3 separate regions of the Sus scrofa genome follow, and regions 1 and 2 are each linked to region 3. Evidence: chromatin contacts called from public Hi-C data. All regions are on one chromosome and are shown on one strand. The core of a region is the stretch at or near the end of the contact, and the rest is flanking DNA. Distances in the headings are between cores, read along the strand shown. Region 1 holds the start of NCCRP1 (F-box only protein 50). Region 2 overlaps PAK4 (serine/threonine-protein kinase PAK 4). Region 3 holds the start of PAK4 (serine/threonine-protein kinase PAK 4).

Region 1 (4,686 bases), core at 1,317-3,816, 56 kb before region 3:
AACCTCACAATCTCGGTTCCCCACCAGCTCCTTGGAGGGTGATGCGTTTTGAACCCTGTGTTGCAGACGGGGAAACCGAGGCTCGCCAAGAGAAGTGATGTGCCAAGATGAAGCAGCAAAGAAATAGCAGAGCTGGGATTCCAGCTGCATGTGACTCGAGCCCCTGAGTTACGCCATTTCCCCCGCTGTGCAGAAGCAGGGCTTGGTTTAATGGAGGATAGCTGGTGACCTGGCTGACTCTCCCTCCCATGGAAAGAGGCTGAACACAGGAACAATATTAACGGATCTTTATTGACCACCTACTATGTGCCAGCTCCTCCTAGCTAGACCCTATGCCTTGAGTTTTATGGACATTCTCTCTTATGACTAATCCTGTTTACAGTGCAGGAGGCTGAGGTTCAAAGAGGCAAAGAGTTTTTCTCGGTCCCACAGCAAGGAAAGCCAGAGCGGGAAATCAAATGCTGGCCACGCAGGCCCTGGCCACTTACCTGAGGTTCTGTTGGAGCTTCTCAGTCCTAATGTGCCACCCGCGGAAATTGCCTGGCGGGCGGAGGAGCAAAGGATTAGAATGTGGCCCTTCTCCAGGAAAACCCCCTCCCCACCAGGCTGCCACCAAACCCTTACCGAGCGTCTCCAGAGGCTGCTGGGTGGGACCAGTAGGGGGCGCAGGCTCATAAATGTTGATGCCTGAAAGGCGCAAGGAAGGAGAGCCTCAGGCAGGGCAGAAGCTGCCCTCCTTCCTCATGCTCCCCTCTCCCTACCCCAGGGCTCGACTGGAAAAGCAGGCATCAGTGCCTTGCCTGCCAGGCCAGAGCAGCCTGACACGGATGAGTGAGTCAGGACCCGGGGAGAGCCCTGAGTATGTCCTGAGAGCAGAGGGACAATGCTCAGAGGGGCTTGGCATTGTGGTGATGCAGAGGGACAGAGAGAAGCCCCAAGAGAGGCGAAATATTGGCAGAGGGGGAGAGGGAGAGGCACAGTGTGAGCCAGAGAGACCCGGGGAGAGTAGACAGATACATGAGATAGAGAGAGACGGAAACAGAGACACAGGAGGGACAGAGAGACACAAGGAGACAGAGGCACAATGATGGAAAAAGACGGAGAGGGATGTAGAGAAATAAAGAGGCAGAGTCAAGGATGGAGAAATAGAAGAGGGAGACAAGGAAACGGACGGAAAGAAGAGACAGACGGTCTGAGAGCGCGAGCCTAGGGGGAGAAGGCGGAGACGTGGCGAACTCCCGGCGGCTCCTGTCTCGCGAGGACCCCGTCGCGCACCTTCGGGGTTGGGCGAACGCAGCAGGTTGCGGTACAGCGGCCGCCGGAGGAAGAGCAGCTTCCAGGTGAGGCGCGGGGGCAGCTCCAGGCTCCCGCCCGGCGGCGCCCACTCCTGCAGCAGCAGCTGCCGTGCGTAGGCTTCGGTCGGCTGCTCGAGCGTGGGGAGCCCGGGGGTCTCGGGGGCCGCGGGCGCCAGCGGCGACGGGGGTGGCGGCGGCGACGGCGGCTCCTGGGGGCTCGCGGGCTCGTCCGCCTCCATCCCGCCGCCAAGCGCCTGTGGGTCCCGCACCTCCTCCATCCGTCGGGTCTGGGCAACTGTCCCGGCTCCTCCGCCAGGCTCGGGGTTAACCCGGGGCGGGAGAGGGCGGAGCCCGTCGACTGGCATTTCAGAGAGGGGTGTGTTGGGGGACGGATCGGGGCCCCCGGGCCCTCCTCCCTCAGACCCGGGAGTCCAGGGCCCAGCCCCTCCTTCTCTCTGAAGGCAGGAGTCCAGCCCCGGACCTGTTCCGTTTCCCAAGCCTCCTGCCCCAATTTCCCAGGGCCGCTGAGGATCCAGACACCAGCCCCGGAAGAGGGGTGTGACACAGGCAGGCACTAATGCCAGGGCTCTTGCTCTCTAATAAGGCCCATCCACCTCGTTAAGATCCCGCATGGCCGAATTAGAGGTTCATTAATGAAGCCCCCTCTTTCTCCCCACCCCCACTCTCAGCTAGGCGGTGGGGGTGGGAGGAGAAGCTCTGCCTCTGCTACTTCCTTCTCCTCCGCCCTCACCTGGGACCCAACCTTGGGACCCTGACGTTTCCTGTTCCGGAAACCTAGTGGGGAGGGGGAGGGGCAGTGGAGGACAGAGAGAGACCTGGAGCCAGAGATGGGGCCTCCCAGAGATGCCAGACCCCAGGGAGACCCGGAGACAGCATCGGAACAGGAAGCGGCTACCCCACCTGGGTAACAGGGTGCCTGGCACCCCTTTCTGGGGCTGCCAAAGCCGCCAGCCTCGGAGGTCATAGGGAGTTTGGGGTGAGGGCTGGAGCGATGGTGGGGGCAGGAGGCCGGGGTGCGGTGCGATGGAAATGGCCTGGCGGAGGAACCTGTAGGGCCAGATGCCCATGGCCACATCCTGCCCAGGCCACATCCCACACTCTGCCCAGGTAAGCACAGGCAGAGTTCCACATGGGTTACTGGTAACAAGCACCACAATAAGTGCTTTCTGCTTGCTGGGTCCTGTCCCAAGTGCTTACAGGTTCATTTCATCCACTAATGGGGTCGGAGGGGTGGTGTGTGGTTTAAGGATGAAGTTGCAGAGTTCCTGTCCTGGTGCAGCGTAAACGCATCGGACTAGGAACCATGAGGTTGCAGGTTCAATCCCTGGCCTTGCTCAGTGGGTTACGGCTCTGGTGAGCTGTGGTGTAGGTCACAGACTTGGCTCGGCTGGCGTTGCTGTGGCTCTGGCGTAGGCTGGCAGGTGTAGCTCTGATTCAACTCCTAGTCTGGGAACCTCCATATGCCACAGGTGTGGCCCTAAAAAGCAAAAAAAAAAAAAAAAAAAAAAGACGTGTTGCTACTGTTAAGGACCTTTTTATAGATAAAGGAAAGATAATATTGAATGTGTGTGGAGTTGGGTTCCATCCCCATGAGCTCCAGCACCTGTGTGACTGCACACCAACCCTAAGTGGGGAGCTGCTGTTACCCCTAATTCACGGATGAGGAAACACAGGCCCCCCCCTGGGAGGCCCAGTCTCCTACTATCCCAAATCACCCCATGCACTTCCATGGGTTCTTCCTGCCCCAGATTCCCAAAAGACGCCAGGAGCCGCCTGCTGCAGGCATTGGGAGTTGAACTCACACCCGAAATTGATGCTCCTGTAATTAAGGGCAGCCTGTGTGCTAGGCATTGTTCTAAATTTCTTTAAGTGGCGTAATTAATTCAATCTCCACATCATCTGTAGGAAATAGAGGCTATTGTTACTCCGACTTGGCAGATGAGGAAACTGAAACACAGAGAGATCTAGTAACTCACCCAAGGTTGCACAGCTGGCACGTGAGCAGTTGGACACCTAGTCTCAAATGAGATACGCAGGGCTACAGATTCAAATTGCACCCCCCCCCCCAGTATGGGGGAGAGTGGCTCACAGAAACCGATAGGGGATAAGGGTTACATTTTCTTTTTTCTTTTTTGAGGGCCGCACCTGCAGCATATGGACGTTCCCAGGCTAGGGGTTGGATCAGAGCTGCAGCTGCTGGCTCACGCCACAGTCATGGCAACTCGAGCTCCTTTAACCCACTGGGCGAGGCCAGGGAGCAAACCCTCATCCACATGGATACTAGGTGGGTTCATAACCTGCTGAGCCACAACAGGAACTCCAGTGGTTACACCTTTTTGAGTGTCTGTCTTTAACTCATTACATCTTACAACCCTGGGAGGGGGGAACCCCATTCACAGGTTGGGAAACTGAGGCAGGAGAGGTGAAGTAAGTAACCTGACCTGGAAAACTTAGGAATTCGTCAGGGGCCTGGGGGGGAAGGAGGACCCATGGGAGGGGGCGAACCAACTAATGCGAAACAGCCCCGCTGCACCTGGAAGCCCCCGGGAGATTCCCAGACAGACACCGGCAGGAGTCCATGACACACGCATAACCAGAGGCACTCCTGCAGCCACTGCAGGCACACAGACCCACACCCACGTCTGGCCGCCTGCCACCTGCCTTCACTGGAGGAGCAGGAGGAGGAAGGGGCAGCGTCAGGAGGAGAAGTGTCTGTCTAGTGGAGTCAGAGCTGTTCCTGGGTCAGAATCCAGGGCAGGGAGTGGTTCAGAGCCAGAGACCTACACAAAGGAAGCCAGTCTGTAGATGGAGATGGACGCCTGTCCGCCTGTCCTTTGCCTGCCCCCCGCCCCCCTGCACCTGCCACGGTTTCTGCATCATCTCCTTCTTGGGATCCTCACCCCCTTCTCTTACACACACACACAAACTCCTCAGCCAGAGGGGTCTTATGAAAGCTGAAACCCAAGCAGTCACTCTCCCACTTAAACTTGCCATGGCTCCCCAGTGCCCTTGGGAGGAAAAAAGAAAACCAGCCAGCTCTTTGCCAGTGTTTGAGGCCCTGGATTGCTGGTCCCTGTTCTCTCTCAGGTCAGGGATTTTGCCCTGGAGGTTGTTTCCACTCAGAATGCCCTGCCCTCTCTCCATGCTTCTGGTTCCTAAACCTTAGAACACATCAGATTCACCCAGGGACTTATTCAAAATGTATATTTTCAAGCCCCACAACTAGGAGTCTAATTCAGTCCCTCTGGGCCCCAGAATCTAAATTTAAGAAGCACCTACCTCATCGCTCTATACTATGAGAACTGTTTTCACTTAAATCCGAGGGATCCCGTTGTGGTGCAGTGGAAACGAATCTGACTAGGAACCTTTG
Region 2 (4,489 bases), core at 1,924-4,423, 35 kb before region 3:
CTGGGGACAGACAGGAGCCGGAGCCAGCCCAGGGAGGCTGAGCTGTGAGGAGAGGAGCTGGGCCCGGAGCCCAGCCTGGGGGATCCCCAGCCCCGAAGGGCCTTCGAGCAGCACAGTGGAGGAGCCCTGGCAGGAGGAGCCTGGCGGGGGGTGGGGGTGGGGTGAGCTGGAGGCGGGCGCAGGCCCACCTCATTGAAGAGCAGCTCGCGCCTCTGCTGCTTGCGCAGGTCCATCTTCTTGACAGCCACCAGCCTGCCCGAGCTGCGCACGGTGGCGATGCACACGATGCCTGTGGAGCCCTCGCCGATCTTGATGAAGTTGTCCAGGTAGGAGCGCGGGTCGCCGGGGTCCACCACCAGCTGCAGGGCGGCCCGGAACTGCTCATGGGACACTCGCTGGGGTTCCCGCTGTGGCGATCGAGGGCCAGGGGGCCCAGGGGCAGGGGGTGCGGCAGGGGCGGCTGGGGTGCGGGCTGGAGGGGCCAGCTGGGGCTCGGAGGCGTGGGGGCCCAGCACGCCTGGGCTGGGGGTGCCGCGGGCTCGAGCGGGGGGCCGGGAGGACTGCGGGACAGCCAGGCCCCCCACCGATGGCCCATTGGGGGCCACGTTGTGAGGCTCCCCCTGCAACAGAAAAGAGAGGTGGCTGTTGGTGGAGGGATCAGGGGGCCAGCTCTGCTCCCTGAGCAGGACAAGGCCCCCGGCTGTGGGACAAACACATGGTGGTCAGGATGGAGATGGACAGTGGGCTGGGCACGGGTGGGAGCTGGTGGGTGGGGCCGGGGAAGCTCTGGGCGAGGGGATGGGGGGGGGTCCTGGAGCAGGGGGATGGGTTACCTGGGCGCCCCGGGGTGGGTGGTCCGTGTCAGCCCGCGGGTACGTGTTAAAGGGCCGGCCAGCCGCCACTTTCGCCCCGCTGGCCAGCCCGGCAGGCTGGTCGGGGGTGCCGACGTCAGGCCCTGAGAGGGGGCGCTTGTCCCGGGAGGACTCCTGGGGGCCCCCTGAGCCCTCCCTGGAAGACTTGAGCCTCTTGTCCGGCCCCGCCCGCCGCCTGTCACCACTGTTGCCACCCGTCTCGCTGCGACCGGCCACCCGGCCTTGGCCACCCGCCTTCTCTGGGCCCCCTCTGGCCATGGCGGCCTGCTCCGCGGGCATCCCGTTTTCCTGGCGGGCACGGGCAGGTGGCGGCGGGCTGTCTCTCCGCAGGGAGTTGGAGCGTGTCACCGACATGTTCTCAAATTCGTCGAGCAGCAGCGTGAGGGCCCCATCCTTGGCACCTTTGCTGCCCCGCACGATGGTCTGGGGTCCGGGGCAAAGGCAGGGCAGGGGCCGGGCAAGGAGGAGGGGGACACAGGACGTGTATCCGACACACAAGGACAGGACGACACAACACACACAGAGACAAGACAGAGACGGAATGAAGAAATGCCATGGGGTGATGATGGGGCGGGGCGGGAGTGGCAGGACTAGGGAGGCCCCGCAGCCCCTCCCGGCACCTGGCCACGTGTGGCGGGAGGGCAGCTGCAGGACAACCTCCCCATCCGTCAGGCTGTCGCCCCCCCAGGATGGAGGCCTCCTGCACTCTGAGAGGCACCCCCTGCCCTTCCCTTGCTCTTCAGGCTGGGGGGCAGTCCCTGGCCGGGGAGGGGTGGAGGGGAAGGCGGCCGAGGCCACGCCACCCCGTAATCAGCCCCTGAGAGCAGCTAATTACAGGAGGCTGGGGCGAGGGCCCAGCTTGGCACTTCTTCCCCTGCAGCCTGCCAGGGCTGCTAATCCCAAACCCGGCTCTCTGTTCCCCTGGAGGCTCAGGGTGGGGTAAAGGGAGAGTCGGAAAGGTTTAGGCCCAAAGTAGACCCAAAGCAGAGGGCACGAGTGCCCCAGAAGCCAGGCTGGCAAATGAGAATACCCATGGAAAGTGGGTCCCGAATCCACTCTCATCAGGCACGGCCACCCACCCTGATCCAGGTCACAGCCTCCAGGGTTCACCCTGCCCCTCACTCAGCTGCAGACACACGGGCCTCCTAACTGCTCCTCAAACACACCAGAGGCGCTCCAATCTCAGGGCCTTTGCACTGGCTGTTCCCGCTCCTGGAACACCTCCCCAGCCTTCAGGTCTTTGCTGGAAACTCCACTTCTCAGAGGTATGCTTTTGCTGGCTGCCTGTGGTCTACAATGCCGTCCCCCTGTCACGCTCTGTCCTTCTTTTCTCTGCAGCACTGACAGCCAGCGACTTAGAGCAGGCGTACAGCCGTCCGCTGTGCAAAAAGCCATGGTTTTGTTCCTGTTTCTGCTCTGACTACGTCAGCGCCTGGTATGCAGAAGGTGCTCAATAAACATGTGCTGAACCTGTGAGTGAGGCAGGCTGGGAGGAGGCTGAGGGGAGCAGAGGCTATGGGCCCCCCAGCCCTGTCCTGTCAATGGGGTCCCAGACATCCTAAAGCCAGAAACACGGAGCCCACGAAACCCACTTACAGGCCGCCGTGGCCCTGTGGGGCCAGCCCCTGCCCCCTGCCTCACCCGGGCCTTGGCTGCCAGCCTGGAAGCCTGGCTCTGCTCAGAGACCTGGTAAAGCAGAGGCCAGACTTGGGTGCTGGAGAAAGACATGGCGAGTCCCTGGGGGCGGGAGAGACTCTGGGAGGACTAGGGAGAGGCCCAGCTGAGGGCAGCAGACACAAGTGCCCACGGGGCCCCAGTCAGGACAGTGCCAGCCCATGTGGCACTGTGGCACTTCCTGTGACTTAAGACAAGGTGGCGGACACAGTCCCAGGTAGGGCTCATGGCTGGCAGGCTGAGCGGGGGGCTTGATTTTAGGAGGTGCCAGAGTGGGGACAGAACCAGCAGGCAAGCAGCCATGGGCCAGGCAGGGGATGGAACTGAGGTGAGCTGGGTGGGGCCTGCGGGCCCAGGAGGGTCAGCACCCCGCCTGTGCCTGCAGAGGCAGCCACCCCTCCAGTGGCCCCAGCCAATTTGCCAGAAGCTAGAAATAAAGATCGGGATACGAAGTCACTTGCTTCTTTAAACAGAGGCAGAGATGTCAAAGCATCCAGATGCCCCCTGCACAGGGCGCACGAGCACCTCAGGGGGCCGCCAGATGGAGACGCTGGGGGACAGTGTCCGCATTCCTGTCTCTGCCCACCTTGCCCACCACCTGGGGCCCACCCCCACCAGGCCCGCACTGGGCACCGGGAGAGGATGAGTCAGCCGCAGGCCTGCCCCTGGGCGCTGAGCCTGCTGCCCGGCACGCCCATCTCCACCCCTCGGAACAACCCTGGCTGCGTTCCCCTGGCCCGCAGCCCTTCCTGGTTCCCGCTGCCCTTTGGATACAGCCCGTGCTCCAAGAAGGCCGGCTTCCAGGCTGGGGGCCGCACCCCCGACCAGACCAGCCTCACCAGAGGCCGCACCCGGGAGCTTGGACCACAGAGGCAGGAGGGGGATTAAGAGCATGGGCCTTGGAAGCAGACCTCCACTCAAACCCTGGCGCTGCCCTTTTTGCTCAAGACGGCAAAAACCCCAAAGACACCCCAATGCTGCATGGGGGCTGCTCCTTCCACTAAAAGCCCTGTCTGCCTACCGACTGCCTCAGTGACGCCTCCTCATCCTAGGCTGTCAGGGCTCCGCTAGGGCGGCCCCTGTTCCAACAGGCCAGCCTGGCCCCCAGGGCTGAGTTAGGCGACCTCTCCAGCATCCCCAGCCCAGCCCTGACCACTTGGCAGGGCAGGGGGGAACCCGCCTGTCCCACCACCTGCCATAGGAGCCCTGTGAAGGCCCAGGAGGAGTTGGTGGTCCCGGGGACAGGAGCACAGAGCTCAGGGCGTGAGGTTCCAGGTCAGCATGGGGGGTCAATGGTGGAGGGTGAGGTGAGGGTGGGGGGTGGGCAATGTCTGTCTGGAGGTCGGCAAGAAGGGGAGGTGCTGGCTGCAGGGTCAGGTGTGGGATCGTCCCGGGGGTAGGTGTGGGTTGGGAGAGGTGGAGAGTAGGTGCCAGTGTACCTTGGGGGCCCCGGGCTGGATGGAGGTGATGCAGGCGGGGTCAACAAGGGGCTTGGGCCGGCGAGCCGACTCCTCGATCAGGCTCTGCCACTGGCGGGGCAGCCCCGTGAACTTCTGCTCGTTCTGGTCGAAGCCCGTGTGCACACGGTGTTCAAAGTTCGACGGCGCTGAGATCTCAACCCGCTTCTTCTTCTTCCCGAACATGGCGCCAGGCTCTGTGTGATGAGGGCACGAATTTGCGCTCCTAACAGCAGGCCTGCGGGAGAGGGGGGAGCTCACCAGAACCTGCCCTTTCTCCCCCTCCAGTCTGTCCCCACACGCAGCCCAAGGAGTCAGGTCCCTTGCTCAGAGCCCTGCCCCATCGCCTCCCCTTCTCGTGCACACTGGCTTCCAAACCTCAGGGCCTTTGCACTGGCTGTTCCCGCTGAGGGGAACACTCTTCCCTGGCATCCACACAGGGCGCTCTCCCTCCCCTCCTCAGGCGTCAGAGCTGTCAGCGACTCC
Region 3 (4,387 bases), core at 1,195-3,694:
AAGAAAAAAGAAATTAGTGCTTACCCAGTTCCTATTTTGTTCCAGGCCCTAGGCCTAGCGTTTATGCTCTGCACCCTCACAGCAGTTCTACAGGGTAGCCACTATCATTATTCCCATTTTGCAGAGAAGGAAACAGGCCCAGCCTACAGTCACACAGCCTGTAAGTGATGGAGCTGGGTGTGAGCCAGGCACCCTTGCTCCAGCATCCTCTCGAATTACTCCCTAGTACCACCCCAGAGTGCCACACACGGGGCAGCTACTCATCGGCCCCTGCCCAATGCCCCCACCAGGCTGGGCAGCCTAGGGGTCTCACACAGGCCACACGCTGCCCACAAGCCCCCAACTCTGCATCCCTGGCCTCCACTCACACCTTTCCTCCTGCCTGGCCAACGCTTTCCCATCCCCCTACTCGTCCTTCAGAGCTTGCCCAGGGACAGAGTTCTTGGCCCCGGTTGGACATTCTCCGGGTCCCCGGAACATGTCCTCGCAGGTGGCATCACCACTGGTAGAGATGGAGCCATGTATCACAGGCTAGGGGTCTGGGTCCAGTCTGCTCCCACCGAGGGACACTGAGGGCCCTCAGGGGCCAGGGGCTCTGTGTATTTTGTCCACTGCTGCAGACTCAGCACACAGCACCCAGCCCCGTGCCCAACATTCAATCCCCACCGACCAGCATCCTCTGCAGACTCTGCAGACGAGGCAGTGCTTCAGGTGGAAACTCAGGGAAAGGACAACCTGGAGAAATTCCTGCCCTCGAGGGGCCCAGCATCGAGATAGAGAACAATAGCGAGATAAGGAGTGTCTGGGGGCAGGCTGGTCAGGCGCAGGTTCCAGATTAGAGGCAACTGGAAAGTCAAAGACCTGGAGGGAGGCATGAGCCCATGGAGCTGAAGAGCAAACAGGCCGGTGTGCTTGGACCTTGGGGAGGGATGGGGAGAGCAGTAGGAAGTGGGATGGGCGTGCCTGAAGACCATGATGAGAGCCTGGGGTTTTAAATACAGAGAACACCCGACTCTGTCCAGGGTACCGCCCCAGGACCCCCGCCAGAAGCCTGTCAGACTCCCTCGGACTCTGGGCCACCCACAAACACCCCATCCCACAGGCCCAGGGGAGCCTCTCCTCCCAGATCACACCCCTCCATGGAGGCCAAAGAGACAGCCCTGCCCAGCCCAGCCCCCTGCTTCCAGGAACAGACCTTCAGCAAGCTACGATGTGGTGACTAGGGCCAGGAGCTCTGGGGTCATTCAAGATTCAGCTTGGAATCTGCTTCTGTCACTCAGTAGAAACTCTTTGAGCCTCACTTTGTCTGTCTGTAAAGTGGGTCCATCTGGTACCCACTTCACAAGATTATGGTATAAGTCCGGGCACACAGGGCGCTGAGTACAATGTTAACTCTCATTAAGCATCAACCAACATCATGAGAATCTGAGAGCCTGCGGAGCCTACAACTCTGAACCCCGAGTTCAAATCTGAGCTGCACCACTTACTCATGAGAAGACCCTGGGCAAATCACTTAACCTCTTAATAATGGCACCAAGCCCATAAGGTTGTGTTCACGATCAAAGGTAATGTAAAGCATTTAGAACAGAGCCTGACACACAGTAAGTGCTCTAGGAGTGTTTGCTCTTATTTTCATCATCTGTGGGAGGAGGGCTTTCTCCTCTTCCCCTCCCCCGCCCCCCCCCGCCCCCGCAGGAAGCACCCTTGACCTTGTTCTTGAATGTCCTACCCCTCCTCTTCAGCAACACGTCCCACCTGGGTTTTAACTTCTGACCCCTGAGAACATCACCTGTCGGGCCACCAGGTTCTGATCTTTGCCCCCTTTGGTCAGGCCCCACTTTTGATCCCATACAGATGTCCCCCAACCTAAATCTCATTCATTTGCTCCACTAGCTGCTGCCCTAAACCTCCAACTCTCAGACCCTCGCAGGCACATCCTCCCTTCAAATTGACCCCCATTTTTTTAGACATTCGCCCCCCTGCCCCTCCAACACGCTCCTACTTCAAATTTCCAATTTTGCACCCCTTCGCCACGCCCCCTTTGCTACCACGACCTCTGACCTACTCTACACCTCCCCCCTGTTCAACGTAGACCCGCGACCCACCCACGACGCGACCCTTTCCTTCGCGAGTCAACTTTGACCCCAGCGGCCCCGCCCCCTATTCCCGTAAACGCTCTCCCACCGCCATCGCCGGACCCCCCCCACGTCGCCTGGCCAGATCGCTTATCCTACCGGCTCGGCACCGCAGTCGCTCGCGGCCTAGCTGCTCGGCCCGGAACTTGGCGCGCTCACGCCGCCCTCAGCTCTCTTGCGCCGCCGCCACCACGGCCACTGCTGCCGCCATGTTGAATCCCCAACGAACATCCGGGGCTTTCCCCCCTCGCCGCCCACCAGTCCCCATAGCAACGGGGCTGACCGGCCCGGGGCAGGGCCGGCTCAGGGGCGGAGCTGGGTGCCCGGCAGGGTCCGCTCCAGCCTCTGATTGGTGAAGATCGTCCAATCGGAAACCTTAGGGAGGAAAATGCCAAGCCGGGATTGGAAAATTTGGAAAGGGTGCGGGGAGGCTGGCTCCAGCCGGCTGAGATTCTTAAAGGGGAAAATGGTTAGGCGCCTGCAACAGTCCTTCCCACCTTCTCTCAAAAGCAGTCATGGGGGGTAGAAGGCAGGCATGGGTGATTATGGCCAGAAACAGCTTTTGAACTTTTACTATGTGCCAGACACCCCGTCAAGTGCTTTACTTGCATTATCTTGCTGAATACTCGTCACAACCCTGTTATTAATATCCGTTTTACAGATTAAAAACTGAGGTTCAGCGGGGCGAACTAGCTCAGTTGGGATCATAGTCAATAAATAGTGAGTTTGGACGACCTTTGTCTGTCTGAGTCCGGGAACTTGACCTGGAACCAGGACACTGATTGATCTTAATCTTTTTAATAAGTTTTTTCAAAAGTATTTATTTGATTTGTTGGAGTTCCCGTCGTGGCTCAGTGGTTAACGAATCCGATTAGGAACCCTGAGGTTGCGGGTTCGATCTCTGGCCTTGCTCAGTGGGTTAAGTATCTGGCCTTGCTGTGAGCTGTGCTGTAGGTTACAGTTGCTGTTCGGATCCCACGTTGCTGTGACTCTAGTAGGGCGGCATCTACAGCTTCGATTCGACTCCTAGCCTGGGAACCTCCATATGCCGCGGAGGGGCCCTAGAAATGGCAAAAAGACGAAAAAAAAAAAAAAAAAAGAAGTAATTGATTTGTTTAAAAAAAAAAAAAAAAAAAAGGAGGGGGAGGAGGATGGGAAACCCCCGTAAACTAAACATTTTTTTCCTGGATTTCACTCACTGGTCTCCAGCCACTTTGCTAAAAAAAAATCAAGTACTCATCTACCTCAAGGTCATTGCATTGACTATTCCTTTTGTTGGGCATAGACTCTCCCCCCTGGTACCTTCATGGCTCCGTCCCTTCTCTTCTTCAGGGTTTTACTCAAATGTCACCTTATCAGTGGGACTGTTCCTGCCCACCCTGACTAAAGCAGCCAAAGTCCCTCTCACATGCTACTAAACCACTTACCTTCTCTGCTTTTTCTTATTTTTTGTTCCTCTTATCACGTTCTAACAGGCTAGATGATTAGCTAATCATAGTTATTGTTTTTCTCCTGCTGGAATGTCAGCTCCATGAGAGCATGGATTTTTGTCTGTTTTGTTCACTGTGGGCTGCCCATTTGTTGAATGGATGGTTGGATGAGGTGTAAAGCCACTTTTTCAGAGATACTCTTAAATGTTTAGTGCATCTTCCCTGCCCTAGCACAGTGTCTAGCGCATGGTGGGCATTTAATTAACATCTGTAGCAGCAATGAATGAGTGACTGTGTAATGAGGTTTTTTTGTTTTTTTGTTTGTTTGTTTGTTTTGGCCACCCAGTGGCATATGGAGTTCTGGAGTTCCAGGGCCAGGGATCAAATCTGAGTCACAGCAACATCGGCTCCTTAACCCACGATGCCGGGGATCAAACCTGTGTCTAAGTGCTCCCAAGATGCCCATGATCCCTTTGTGCCATAGTGGGAACTCCAATGAGTTTTTTTTTTTAAACCTATACCTTTATCTACTGTTTTTTGTTTGTTTGGTTTTGGTTTTTTTCTCCCTGTTTTGGCATATCCAAGGCATAAGTAGTCTCTGAGCTGGGGATCAGATCCCAGCCTCAGTTGCCTAGGCCATAGCTGCGGCAATGCCAGACTCTTAACCCACTGTGCTGGACCTGGGATCCAACCTGTGTCCCAGGCTCCAGAAATGCCACCAGATCTTGTTGAGCCACATCAGGAACTTTATCTAAGTTTTTTTTAAAAAACTGGTATTGGAAACACACATTTATAAGGAATTTTGTATCTTTTAAACACAAG

What was found. Hi-C and Micro-C count contacts between places; a contact is called where the count stands out from the background.
Region 1: a contact with region 3 is called in a Hi-C map of skeletal muscle, with 8 times the contacts expected there. The contact joins the promoter of NCCRP1 here to the promoter of PAK4 in region 3. A contact is called at or near these places in 3 of 5 promoter capture datasets (fetal liver, liver and skeletal muscle), 28 of 47 Hi-C or Micro-C datasets (adipose tissue, alveolar macrophages, blood and 15 more) and 2 of 2 datasets of contacts at active chromatin or transcription factors (alveolar macrophages and skeletal muscle).
Region 2: a contact with region 3 is called in a Hi-C map of skeletal muscle, with 2.8 times the contacts expected there. The contact joins the enhancer-like site here to the promoter of PAK4 in region 3. A contact is called at or near these places in 13 of 47 Hi-C or Micro-C datasets (alveolar macrophages, blood, epiblast stem cells and 6 more) and 2 of 2 datasets of contacts at active chromatin or transcription factors (alveolar macrophages and skeletal muscle).

The regions. Positions count from the first base shown.
Region 1 is chr6:47,923,759-47,928,444 of Sscrofa11.1, reverse strand. NCCRP1 (F-box only protein 50) reads right to left here and starts at 2,566. Exons shown (of 7, transcript XM_021094363.1): 1 at 2,217-2,566; 2 at 1,276-1,653; 3 at 625-687; 4 at 489-540. The coding sequence starts at 2,391. It overlaps LOC110260985 (a long non-coding RNA gene), which reads left to right and starts at 696. Exons shown (of 3, transcript XR_002344653.1): 1 at 696-1,340.
Region 2 is chr6:47,903,670-47,908,158 of Sscrofa11.1, reverse strand. It overlaps PAK4 (serine/threonine-protein kinase PAK 4), which reads right to left. Exons shown (of 10, transcript XM_005664597.3): 3 at 3,986-4,241; 4 at 834-1,295; 5 at 189-620. The coding sequence starts at 4,189. Among named protein-coding and RNA genes, the nearest start is that of NCCRP1, 20 kb to the left of the region's middle. Within about 2 kb of position 3,173, at least 20 of the 83 cell types and tissues checked have an H3K27ac peak or open chromatin away from gene starts, as enhancers often do. A contact at or near this core is called in omental adipose tissue and skeletal muscle, where this site is marked.
Region 3 is chr6:47,867,661-47,872,047 of Sscrofa11.1, reverse strand. PAK4 (serine/threonine-protein kinase PAK 4) reads right to left here and starts at 2,444. Exons shown (of 10, transcript XM_005664597.3): 1 at 2,235-2,444.